Regions from separate parts of the Mus musculus genome. Here region 1 is linked to region 2. The links are chromatin contacts, called in public HiChIP or PLAC-seq maps. All regions are on one chromosome and are shown on one strand. The core of a region is the stretch at or near the end of the contact, and the rest is flanking DNA. Distances in the headings are between cores, read along the strand shown.

Region 1 (5,988 bases), core at 924-3,423, 34 kb after region 2:
CTAGTTGGCAGGCAGCGGCAGTGGGAGTGGCAGGACGATAGGGCAGCAAGCTCCTCCCCGATGCTCTCTAACACTGAAACCTGAGCAAACAGGTTTCAGGCTGGGGAGGGGAGGTTACAGTGTGTATATGTGTGTGTGGCATATATGTGTGAGAGTATATACAGCCATGCTTACACAGAGACCCCAGAATGATATTGGGTGCCCTGTTCTATCTCTCTGCCGTATTCTCTTCAGACAGATTCTCTCACTTAGCCTGGAGCTGGGTTGGTGGCCAACAAAACATGTTTCCTCTACCCCACCTCCAACAATACCAGGTTGTATGTATATGATTAGAACCATATCTGAGTTTTACATAGGTTCTGGGGATTTGAACTCAGTCCTCCACGTTTGTGAACAAATACACTTGGTAGACCATTGGTTATGCCAAGTCACAGCTGCTTCTCACCCTCCATGTAAAGAATAGTGGGCAGCTCAGGAGCCCTTATCCTTCAACCTCCCGCAATCCCAGAACATGATCTACCTACAAAAGCCCTACAGCAAGGCCACTTCCATTCTGCAAATGGTTGGGTGGTAATTCTTCATTGATTATAAAATTTTAGCGATGACTTTATATAAACATCACTAAAATGCCTACGAGTACACACAGGGATAATGATAAAGAGGGCCATGAACATTGCTGAGTACACCTCTTTCAGGCCATCACTTGTAATTAATGAACTTTAGATATTATCACTGTACAGTCACTTTGTGTAGACATGGCTTGTTTCTCCCAAAACTGACACTGAAACTGAACCACCAATGCAATGGCTTTGAGGAATGGTGCAGCCTTCAAAAAGTTATCAAGTCACAGGGCAAAGGTCAGCATACAGTGGCAAGTTCAAAAATGACTTGGCACAGTGAGGACACCTCTTATGATTTGTCTCCTCGCACATGCCTGCTTGCTCTTTTTCCTTCCTCTATGAGTTGAATCCTATTATTCTCTTCAGGTACAATTGCCTGATTTGAGACTTTCCAGCCTCCAGGACCAGGATCCAAAATAAATTCTTTTCCTTCATAAATTGCTCCCTCCTGGCTATTGTGTTCTAGTTGCAGAACAATGGATTAACTTCCTATGACTGATGATCTAGTTCTTACATCACCCTTTTCCCCTTTTCCCATTATAGCTCCATTACTGTTTTTGTTTAAATCAATCAATAGAGGCTATCGTATTATGTCTACATCAACAATGTTCTTTGTAGAGCTAAGAATATGCTGTGACTCCCAGCCTTTGCTTCCATGGCTCTGTGTCTTTCTCTTATGGGATGAGTCCAAGTGTTCTGTTTTGTTTCTTTCCTTCTAATAAACAAAGTCCACAAAAACAAAGTCTTTGTGGTATAGTATACAATTGGGAGTTAACCACTTTTTCTCTTAAAAGCAAAGTCCTTCCCAGGGGCATCTATCATACTATTCTGATCAGGGTGTGATAACCCCAATGCCATGCAGGGGCATTGACTAAATCAAAGAAAGAGTGCTTGTCTTGTAGCACACCATCTCCCCCAACAGTGACAAAGACCTCGGTGCAACATGGGCTTGAAAGGGCTTTGATATTTAAATGGATATTAGCACTAGGTCAAACTGTGTATGTCCATGTCCATGCCCATGCATGTGTGTGCATGCACATAAAGGTGAAAGTATAGCCTTAAGTGTTGCTCTTCAGTTGCCATCCACATCCACCTTTGGTTTTTGACACAGTCTCTCATTTGCTAGCCAGCAAGCTCCAAAGATCTGCATGTTTCCACTCACAATACTGGGATTTCAAGTGCACTCTCATCACAGTTGGCATTTCTACATGATTGTAAAGTTCAAAATCAACTCCCCCAGGATCCAGAGCAGTCATTTTACTGATCGGGCTGTCTACCATCCCCTGCGTAAGATTTTCTTTGCAACATCCCCACCTATATGATCCTCTGTTCTGCTTCTGTGGTCATATTTAACACCTACAACTTCCAAGGATAGGCATTGACACTAAAAGTCAGGGACAGAGCCCCAAGTCTCAGGATGCAAGTTGCTCTTTCCTTCGTGGCCACATATTTAGTGTGCACTTCCCTTTTTCCTGGAGTCTGTGTCTGTATTGCTGGGCTGTGTCATGTTTGGTTTGTTTCCTGTGGCTCTTTAAAAAGTGGGCACTTCATGCTTCTGAGGAAGCTCCCCTGGTTACCCTGGAGGAGCTACAAAGCCCCCCTTATAAAAGGCTTCATTTTATTCTCAGCCAAGAGCCTTTGTTCCCACAAGTTCTTTTGAAGGATAGGGTCATAGGACTAAGTCTTACAATTGCAAGGACGTAGTGTGTCTCCAAGTTTACATGTATTAGAGAAAAATAGAGAGTGGAAAACAATATATCAGTATGTTATCAATTATATTTCTGGGCATGGTTGTAAAAATGATAGTTTCATTAATTTTTATACTTCCTTTCACTTTCTTCTTTTTCTGAAACCTTGTCTCCTACAAGATACTTCTTATTTAAAATACTTGAACATGTGGGACAAAAAGGGCCATCTTGAAGAGGAATCAGATTCCTCTGAACACATCTGGCCATTGGGATGGGAGGACAGAGTACCTATTCTTGCAAAAGAATTGCCACAGCTATGTCCTCGGCTCCTACCCTCACATCTGGTACATAACAGACCCCGGGAATATGTTCTTAAATGTATTTGGTGAATGGATGAGTGGGCGGGAATTCCTGAGAGCTGAGTCTAAGCCAATCAGGAACTTGGTCATCTGGGAGAAGGCCAGACCAGGCATCTCTCAGCTTTGTCTCTCAGTGCAGTATTTAATGTTTGAATCTTGAAAGGAAAGGTTGTTTTAAGAAAAAAAAACAAAACAGGAAGAACACGCGTTCTGACAACAAACATTGCTTTAGAACAGCACAGGAAAGCTTTTCAAAGAAAGCAGGGAAACATATCCACTCCTCTGCTGCCTTTTGGATCAGCTGTACTCTTTGGCAAGGGCGCTTGTACAGGAAACATAAGCCAAAGCCAGCCTCTGGCTCGGCCAAGATTCACCACAACCAGCACCCCACTTAATTCTCACTACGTGGGCTAAGGTTATTGAGAGTAGTCTGAGCACAAGAAACTCACTTAAAACTGTCCCAGCTGGGAGAGGGGGACAGTTAGCCATATCTCTGGGTTATATCCCATGTCAAGTCCAAAGATTGTTCCCAGGGTCCAGATATATGTTGGGAAGTAGAAATCTCTGTTCTAGTCTTCCTTGAGTTTCTTGTGGAAGAATTGCTTTTTCCTTCAGAATTAACATGTATAGTGGTGTTCCCAAGAATATTTGCCACAATCCAACTTCTCTGGAACTGAGACTCTACTTTTCAGGTTTCCTGATTGATAGGAAATGCCTGAATATTTGTTGTCAGAGACCCAGCCAGGCCGTGAATGTTTGGACACAGTTTCTTCATATGAAGTGCGCACTCCTTGATTTACCTCTATCTTATAAAATAAGTGCCAGAGAGGGGACTGAAAGGAACTTGATCAAGGAAGGGCACACAGGCATCTTGCTTTTTAAAATGTAAATACTTTACTCAGACCTTAAGAGAGTTAATTTTACATTCCAACATAGATAGCCAAGATGTGTTAGCCAGTTGTATGGTCAAATACTAGTCTAGAAGTTTCCTTGAAGCTGAATCCTCCAGAAGGTGGATGGGCCAGATCAATCGTCTGAAGGCCTTCAGAGCTACCACTGAAGGTCTTCAGAGCAGAATGCATTCTGTTTCAAAACGTTAAAAGAAATTCAGTCTTAGGGCTAGAAAGCTGCCTCGGTGTGTAAAGAGCTTGCCATGCAGGCATTAGGATCCCCGGCACATGGAAGTGCCAGGTGGGCATGGAAGCCGATTTGTAACTGCAAAGCTGAAGGTGAGGGTTCTGTTCTATGACTGAGTCCTGGGAGACATTTGGTGACTTCTGGAATAGGCTGAGAGATCCTGTTTCAATAATTAAAGAGGAAAGCAATTGAGAAAGATCGTTGACGTCAGCCAGTCTCGAGTCTCCAAATATAGTTAAGATACAAGTATGCATGCCACACACATAGACAAATAGCATGGGCTAGAGGTTTTCAGAGTCTTGTCTGATTTTTCAAATTTTCTACAAATTGGCCTGCCGTACATATGTCATTCTTGTTAACACTCCTACTCTCTTAACTACTACACCATACACACACACACACACACACACACACACACACACACACACACACATACACACACACACAAACAGATACACACATACCACACACATATGTACCACATACATACTACACACAGTACATACAAATACATACTGCATACATACATACCACACACACTATACACATACATACTGCATGCATACATACCACAACTCTATATTCATATACACACAGAGACATATAAACATACACATCACACACATACATAGTACACACACTGCACACATACACATGCACACCACACATGTATATACACACATTTCACATAGACACATACACACTACACAACTGTACTATACATGTACGTCATGCACACACACACAGACACACAGACACACATAATTGTTTCTCTAGCGAAGTCTGACTGATATTAACAGTGACCAAGTGACCACCTTCTTTCTCCGGATTAAGCTTCAGTCTCGCTCTTATAAGGCAATAACTATAAATATTTAATAAGTGCAAGACTACTGTTTCCAGTGTTCCTACAGTAATCAGAAACATTTAACTAGAAAACAGCATACGGGTTTGCCTTGATTATGGGAGAACGGGGCTGCCTTTGTATTCCACTAAGAATTGAGATACTGCAGAAAAGCAGGCATCACTAACAGATGCATTTAAATGCATTTGCTTTCCTTTGGCCGGAGTGGAGGGCGAAGCAAGCGCTGGTAGCAGACTGGGGTGGGGCCTAGGAGTGGATGAGGAAGTTTCCTTACTGCAAGTTTCTTTGGAAGTAGGATGTCCTTGGCAAGTTCATCTGCAAGATCCACAGGAACCCTTGCGCTCCCAAATAGATTGGCAAAGCCAGACTAAGTCACTAGGGGACCCAAGCTTCTTTTGAGTAAGCAGCTGGCTCTCCCCGGGAAGTAACAAGTGCTCATCTGGGTGAGAGAGTCACAGTGACAACTGGCATACCAGGCAGATTGTGCCTTCCTCTCCCTGGAGGCCAGCATCCTCAAAGGACTGAGCTCAGCTGTTATCACAAAAGAACATGGGAGTCGTTTTTCTCTCACTCTTGGGCAAAATGCCACAAGGTCCAGGTGGGGAGCCTCTATCCTCAGAAAAGAGCAGCAGAAGAGTGAGTTAAGAATCAAGGCAAGGGACAGGGGTGACTGGGAAGAGAAGAGGCACTCCAGGAATTGCTAGGCATCTGGCAAGCAGCCTAGCTGTGATGTACCTGGGAATCTGAGGCTAAGATGTCTCTCTCCTGTGCTGTACAGGGCATAGGTGGAGCTTCGGTTGCAGGGGGCCATCCCTGAGACTCAGCAGGGAGGGCCTGAGGTGAGGCCAAATCCACTGTCTCTGCTTTTCTCGTTCAGAGAAGGTGAAGACACAGGAAGAAGTGTCTCTTTTACTGAGGAGGAGGTGTGGAGACTCAAGTTCACAGCCACGTGCATGGTCAGCAGGTGCTGCTCTACGATGGCACGAACTCCCCAGCCTCGTCTCCTTTTCTGATGTTGAAAAGCTGAGCTTTTTTCCTTCTGTGACCTGCATCAGTGCACAGTAATAATAGTGGTAGTAACAAATGAAGCCACGTTTATTGAATATTCTCCCAGGCTAAGCACATGACATACATAATTGCATACAACCAACCCTGTCATTCACATTTAAAGACGGGAACACTGGGACCTACGGAGTCAAGTAAATGTCTCCAATTACCCAGAAAGAGGGAATTTCATTTGGGTGCAGACAGTCTGTGTTGACACTTAGCTACCACACTATTATCTTTGCGTAAGTATTTATTCCAGAGTAAGGTTCTCACTG
Region 2 (5,497 bases), core at 15-2,514:
TTTGATTCCAGTTTTTTAATCTAAATGATGATACTTTAATCAACTGTCTAAATACATATGTCTCACTAATACTTAATGTTCTTGACCCCCCCAAAAAAAATGCTTTTTCAAACGGCTACTCTGAAAAAAAAAAAAAAAGGTAAATGCTTATTCTCATTCATAACCGTCCTCCCCCAGCTTGGGTTTTTTGAGACAAGGTCCAGGTAGTTTTTGCTATTCTGAAGCTTGCTATGTAGACTAGGTTAGCCTGGAACTCACAGAAATCCACCTGCCTCTGCGTCCTGAATGCCAGGATAAAGGCGTGAACCACCTGGTTTTTCTCTCTCCTTAAGTGAAACAGGGCATTCCAATCTTGAACGGCGAAGAGTCTGTGCACTAGTCATTTCCATGGCTAAGGCCTATTTTATGATCAGCAAACCTAATTGGCTAGGTAGCCAGCAAAGATGAATTTGCAATTATTGAAATTCAAAATCAGGCTTTACGAGCAACGACCACCTCAAATGGATTGCCCCCTCCCTTTACTTTGTCAAGAAAGTAGGTACATTTTTAAAAAAAATGTATAAAAATAGACGTCCAAAAGAGGGAGAGGAGGGGCGTAAAGCACCTGAACCTACAGACGCCCCGTAATCCACCAAAGTTCTCAAGACGTGTTTTAGGGCGTGTCTTTGTTTTGACTCAGTGATTTAAAAAAAAAAAAAAAAAAAAAATCCCACTCATTCCGGGCTCTCAGGTACTTTCCCTCACCAACGCGAGCATCCAGGCTTTGAAATCCCAGGGCATCTCTGCCTCGCCCTGATTTCCCGGTGCAGGAAGGCTGCAGCCCGGGCATCCCGCGGCCCCTTCCCGTCACAGCACCACCGAGCAGGGGCATCCGGCCTGCCCGCTGCACAGCAGGCGGCTCGGGAGAGGGGGCGGGGGCTCCGAGGGTCGTCCCAGAGCGCTGCTGGCCAAGGACACCCGGCCCTCCGTCCGCCCGCGCTGCGCCCCGGAGCCAGGCAGCCTCGGGCGCCCCGAGACCCCGGCCCTGACCCCCGACTCTCACCGTGCGGAGGTCGCGTTGCCTCCTCGGCCGCGGCCCGGCTGCCGGTCGCCCAGCGACCTGCCCGCCCGAGGATGGGAGAGAGGCGAGAGGCAGTTCCGTCACATCCCGGTCTGTCCAGCCGCCTGCCCCGCAGCAGCCAGCATCGCCTCCTCGGCCTGCGGGAGCGCCGGACTTCACCGACGCCGCGCCCCCTCCCTAGGCCGGCACCCTCCTGGACTCCGCCCTCCAGGGCCCTCGCACTACGCGTGCGCGGCCCCGCCTCCCGGTCTGTCCTTGCGCAGGCGCGAGTCTCACTGGACTAGACCCCGCCTCCGGGCCCGCCCCAACCTCGCGCCAGCCGTTCGCAGGCTCCGCCCTGATCCACTGACCTTGCCTTTTTACCCCCTGACTCAGGTCTTTTCCTGGCTTGAACCTTTCACTCCGGTCTCTTGGCTGGATTCAAATGTGCAGCTTGACCACAACCAAACCTGTCAGCTCCGGCTCCAGTCTGACAGGAGTGATCTGAACACTGGAGCAAGCATGACTTCCCCACTTTACGTCTTGTTTTGGCCTGACTGTGGCTGGCTATGCCTCAGCCGTGCATACTGAATCTGAGCGGAGATTGCGATAAAACACTGAGAGCTGAGAATTGGAGCTATTTTATGAGGCTGTGGATCCCAATCCCATTCCAAATGCCATCTCTCCCTCCTTCCTAGATGGTCAGACAAGTCGTTGAGAGTCACCATCATGAAAGCCTTCAGTATCTGGCTGTCTATTAAAAGCATTGACGGTGATATTTATCTGACCCTAGACTGCCTAGTCTCCTCACTAGCCCTAACAGCTCAACTGAAATTAATAATATTGAAAGAGAACTTGGAAAGTCTCCACCTGTCCTCCAGACCACTAACATAACCACTGTGGTAGGGGAGGAGACACTAGCGCCCCTCAGGCCATCAGACTGTTGAAACATTATACTCCAAATAATGTTTTAAATTTTAGGTATTTTCATCCTGGAGAAATGGAAACAACACTGAAGGCCTAGCGCTATCCAGAGAAGGAGCTTGCCTCCCAGGATTCGTAGCTCTGACAACTTCTCAGACCACTTTGCAAGATAGACCGGAGTGAGCCGAAACAGTGCTAGGTCAGTCCTATCACACCTTAACCAGGCAGGAGTGCTCAATTTACAACTATCTCTAGCTCTCTATATAGACTTAAACCTCTGGTCAGTACTCCTGACGGTGGACTTGGTGATAACTGTACCCTTTTGCTTCCTCCAATTCCCTATGTGGCCATAATGAGTAAATTTCCTTTTTACCTGTTTCATTATTACTTGTCTCTTTAATTGGTCAATAGAATAATGATAGGGAGACTTAATTTTGTGGATGATAATGTGTATCTTTAAAGTGCTGGAAAAGACTAGGGCTTCATGCAGTATGTTTCTTTTTAGATTAAGTAAATCATTAAGAGAGCAAACACCAGTTCCAGACCTCAGATTCAAACACAACACTCATGCGATGAGGTTGCTAAATATGCTTTGGACTTTACGCTACAATCTAAATTGAGAGATGGAAAAGAAGTGGCTCTCCACAGCTTGTCCTTGGGAGCTAGGCAAGATGCAACTGTTCCAATAGGCTCTATAAAGAATCTGGGAGGGGGCAGGGTGATCTTTCCATTCCCCAAACCAGGAAGAGCTTTGCTTCTCAGAACTGCTTGGCTGTTGTCTTGTGACTCCCTGAATATTTGAGGTAAGTATGTGTTTTCTTTGGCAGTTTGACGTGCTAGGTCACCACTTCCCTTTCTTCTGCAAAGGTAGAAGCCTTACAGAGTGCCTGATGCATATGAATTTTTCAGGCTTCATCAAATTTTCTGTGTTCCCATTTTGTCTTTGTCCCAATTTTCTCACTTCCTTGGTTGGCACCTTGCTTCTATTTCTATTAGGCAAATCTTCCAGTGTATGCCCACAGGATTTTAATTTCCCGGATGACTGTGACAACACCGCGAGATCAATGTACTGAAAGATTATTTTTATGGCTTACATTTCCTGAAAGATGGGGTGCCATGTCATGCAGGGGCATATGGAGAGGCATTGGGTTTGGCTGGGAGTGAAGGGAAAACCCAGACCAAAGCTATTATTGGAATGTATGTGGAAAAGGAAAGGGAGATGCAGGAATATATTGAGGATGTCTAGTGTAGATACTGTCAGCGGATTCTAAACCACAGATACTTGTCTAGTTGTTTGGTAACTGACCGTGGGTTATTTGGATCAGAGAGAATACTGGCTTGGTTTGTGGAAGTTAGACAAAGGGGCGGTTGTAGTTATAGACTTAAAATTGGCTGGAGGCTACATCATAGGATTATTAGATGTTCATGAAAGTTGGGTTGCAAGGAAAGCACAAACAATGTTCGCCATTCTTTGGAAGACTGTATAGACAAATCTAAAAAATATGTATTTAAACATCATTTTAGAATTATGTATAGAAAACAGGTTATATTTTAAAAGTCTGCCACCGGAAGAACTGTGCATTCTTGAGGCTAAGGGTAAGATAGCAGACCAACCTGAACATTGGATTCCCAATGTTTATCATGGCTCAGAATCCAGGAGGAAGGTTTTATAACACAGATTGCTGGCCACCAGCCCTAGAATTTCCAAATTCAGTGGGCCTGGGTGGGGCACAGGAATTTAAATTTCTGACAAATTCCCAGAGAACTGCAAGGCTGCTCTAGGGATCAAGCCTGGAGAACCACATGAGTAGAATACGCCAACAACCAGCCGTACCTGATGGGGAAACTCTCCATCAACTCCTGAAGGATTGTCAAGATACAAAGGTCTAAAGGTCTAAGTGTCATGTGTCATGTGGACAAATATCACAACTGTGTCAACCTTTGATCATTAAAGAACAGCTGAGAGAGCCAGGGTTGACCCCAGTCCTTGAGCTGAGGAGAAAGGCCAATGCTGAAACGGCAGAGGCGGATGGTACAAACTGCTATGATAGGAATGCACATGCTTTGACCAATCTCCTTTGTGGGTTTTTTTTTTCCCTGTACACAAAGTAGTGTCAGAGCACAGAGATGAAGAACCCAGTGATCTTGCAGGATTGTCACTTGGAACTATTTGTTAAAAGCTTAAATGAACAATAATGGCTGGGCCCCCTCAGCAGATAAACTCACTTGCCACCAAGCCTGGCAACCTGAGTTTCATCCCAGAAATTCCTGGATGAAAGGAGAAAAACAACTCTGTTCTCTGTCTTCATTTGTAAAGACCCTTGGACTATGTTGGCTACAGTTGGATGATACAGAATGATCTGTATTTTAGGGTCGGTTAGTAGTATTGATTTCACTCGTAGCCTAATTCCTCCTTGCTTCTGATGCTGAGGTCTGAACTTAGACAGTCACTCGTGCTATGAAAGAAAGCCCATACAACTACTCCATACGCCAGGCCAGAGAGAGAACTTTGCAGAGAGATTTTATGGTTCCAAGGCAAACAGCACAGGGAAACAGTCAGTAAGACTCCAATAAGAATTGGTTCTGGGGGCAATCCTAAATACAACATTAAAGGGTCTAAAGAAATAATCCTCGGGGTGGAGAGATAGCTCAGTGGTTAAGAGCACTGACTGCTCTTCCAGAGGTCCTGAGTTCAATTCCCAGCAACCACATGGTGGCTCACAATCATCTGTAATGGAATCTGATGCCCTCTTCTGGTGTGTCCTAAGAGAGCAACAGTGTACACACATATATAAAATCAATAAGAATAAATCAAAAGAAAGAAAGAAAGAAAGAAAGAAAGAAAGAAAGAAAGAAAGAAAGAAAGAAAAAAAGAAAGAAAGGAAGGAAGGAAGGAAGGAAGGAAGGAAGGAAGGAAGAGAGAGAGAAAAGAAAGGGAGGGAGAGAGAAAGAGAGAGAAGGAAAGAAGGAAGGAGAGAGAGAGAGAGAAAGAAAGAAAGAAAGAAAGAAAGAAAGAAAGAAAGAAAGAAAGAAAGAAAGAAAGAGAGAAGGAGAGAGGGAGAGAGAAAGAGAGAGGAAGAAGGAAGGAATGAAAGAGAGACAGAGAGAGAACAAAAGAAAGAAAGAAAGAAAGAAAGAAAGAAAGAAAGAAAGAAAGAAAGAAAGAAAGGAAGGAAGGAAGTAAGGAAGGAAGGAAGGAAGAAAGAAAGAAAGAAAGAAAGAAAGAAAGAAAGAAAGAAAGAAAGAAAGAAAGAAAGAAAGGAAGAAAGAAAGAAAGAAAATCGTCTTCCCACAGTGTTTACCAACCCCCAGCTGCATGTCAAGTGCTGTCTCAGATATATGGGGTTAGGTCATGAACAAGATGAGAAGTCACTGGGGTTGATTTACTGAAAAAAGCAAAGTACTCCCTCAAAAGCAGCATGATGGGAACTTTTAACCCCATGGACACAGAAGTCCGTCTTTCTTGGTCCAGATCTCTGCCTTAGGGACACATAAATGACGTCTAGGTCCTACCCCATGGATACAGAAGACTGT

What was found. HiChIP or PLAC-seq counts read pairs in DNA pulled down with a chosen protein or histone mark.
Region 1: a contact with region 2 is called in an H3K4me3 HiChIP or PLAC-seq map of neural progenitor cells, with 3 times the contacts expected there. The contact joins the enhancer-like site here to the promoter of Ccser2 in region 2. A contact is called at or near these places in 1 of 39 promoter capture datasets (liver), 6 of 484 Hi-C or Micro-C datasets (8-cell embryo, cortical neurons, forebrain and 3 more) and 2 of 115 datasets of contacts at active chromatin or transcription factors (embryonic stem cells and neural progenitor cells).

Annotation. Positions count from the first base shown.
Region 1 is chr14:37,000,903-37,006,890 of GRCm38.p6, forward strand. No RefSeq gene overlaps it. Among named protein-coding and RNA genes, the nearest start is that of Ccser2, 35 kb to the left of the region's middle. Within about 2 kb of position 2,174, at least 8 of the 459 cell types and tissues checked have an H3K27ac peak or open chromatin away from gene starts, as enhancers often do. A contact at or near this core is called in neural progenitor cells and neural stem cells, where this site is marked.
Region 2 is chr14:36,967,500-36,972,996 of GRCm38.p6, forward strand. It overlaps Ccser2 (coiled-coil serine rich 2), which reads right to left and starts at 1,265. Exons shown (of 11, transcript NM_027045.1): 1 at 1,043-1,265.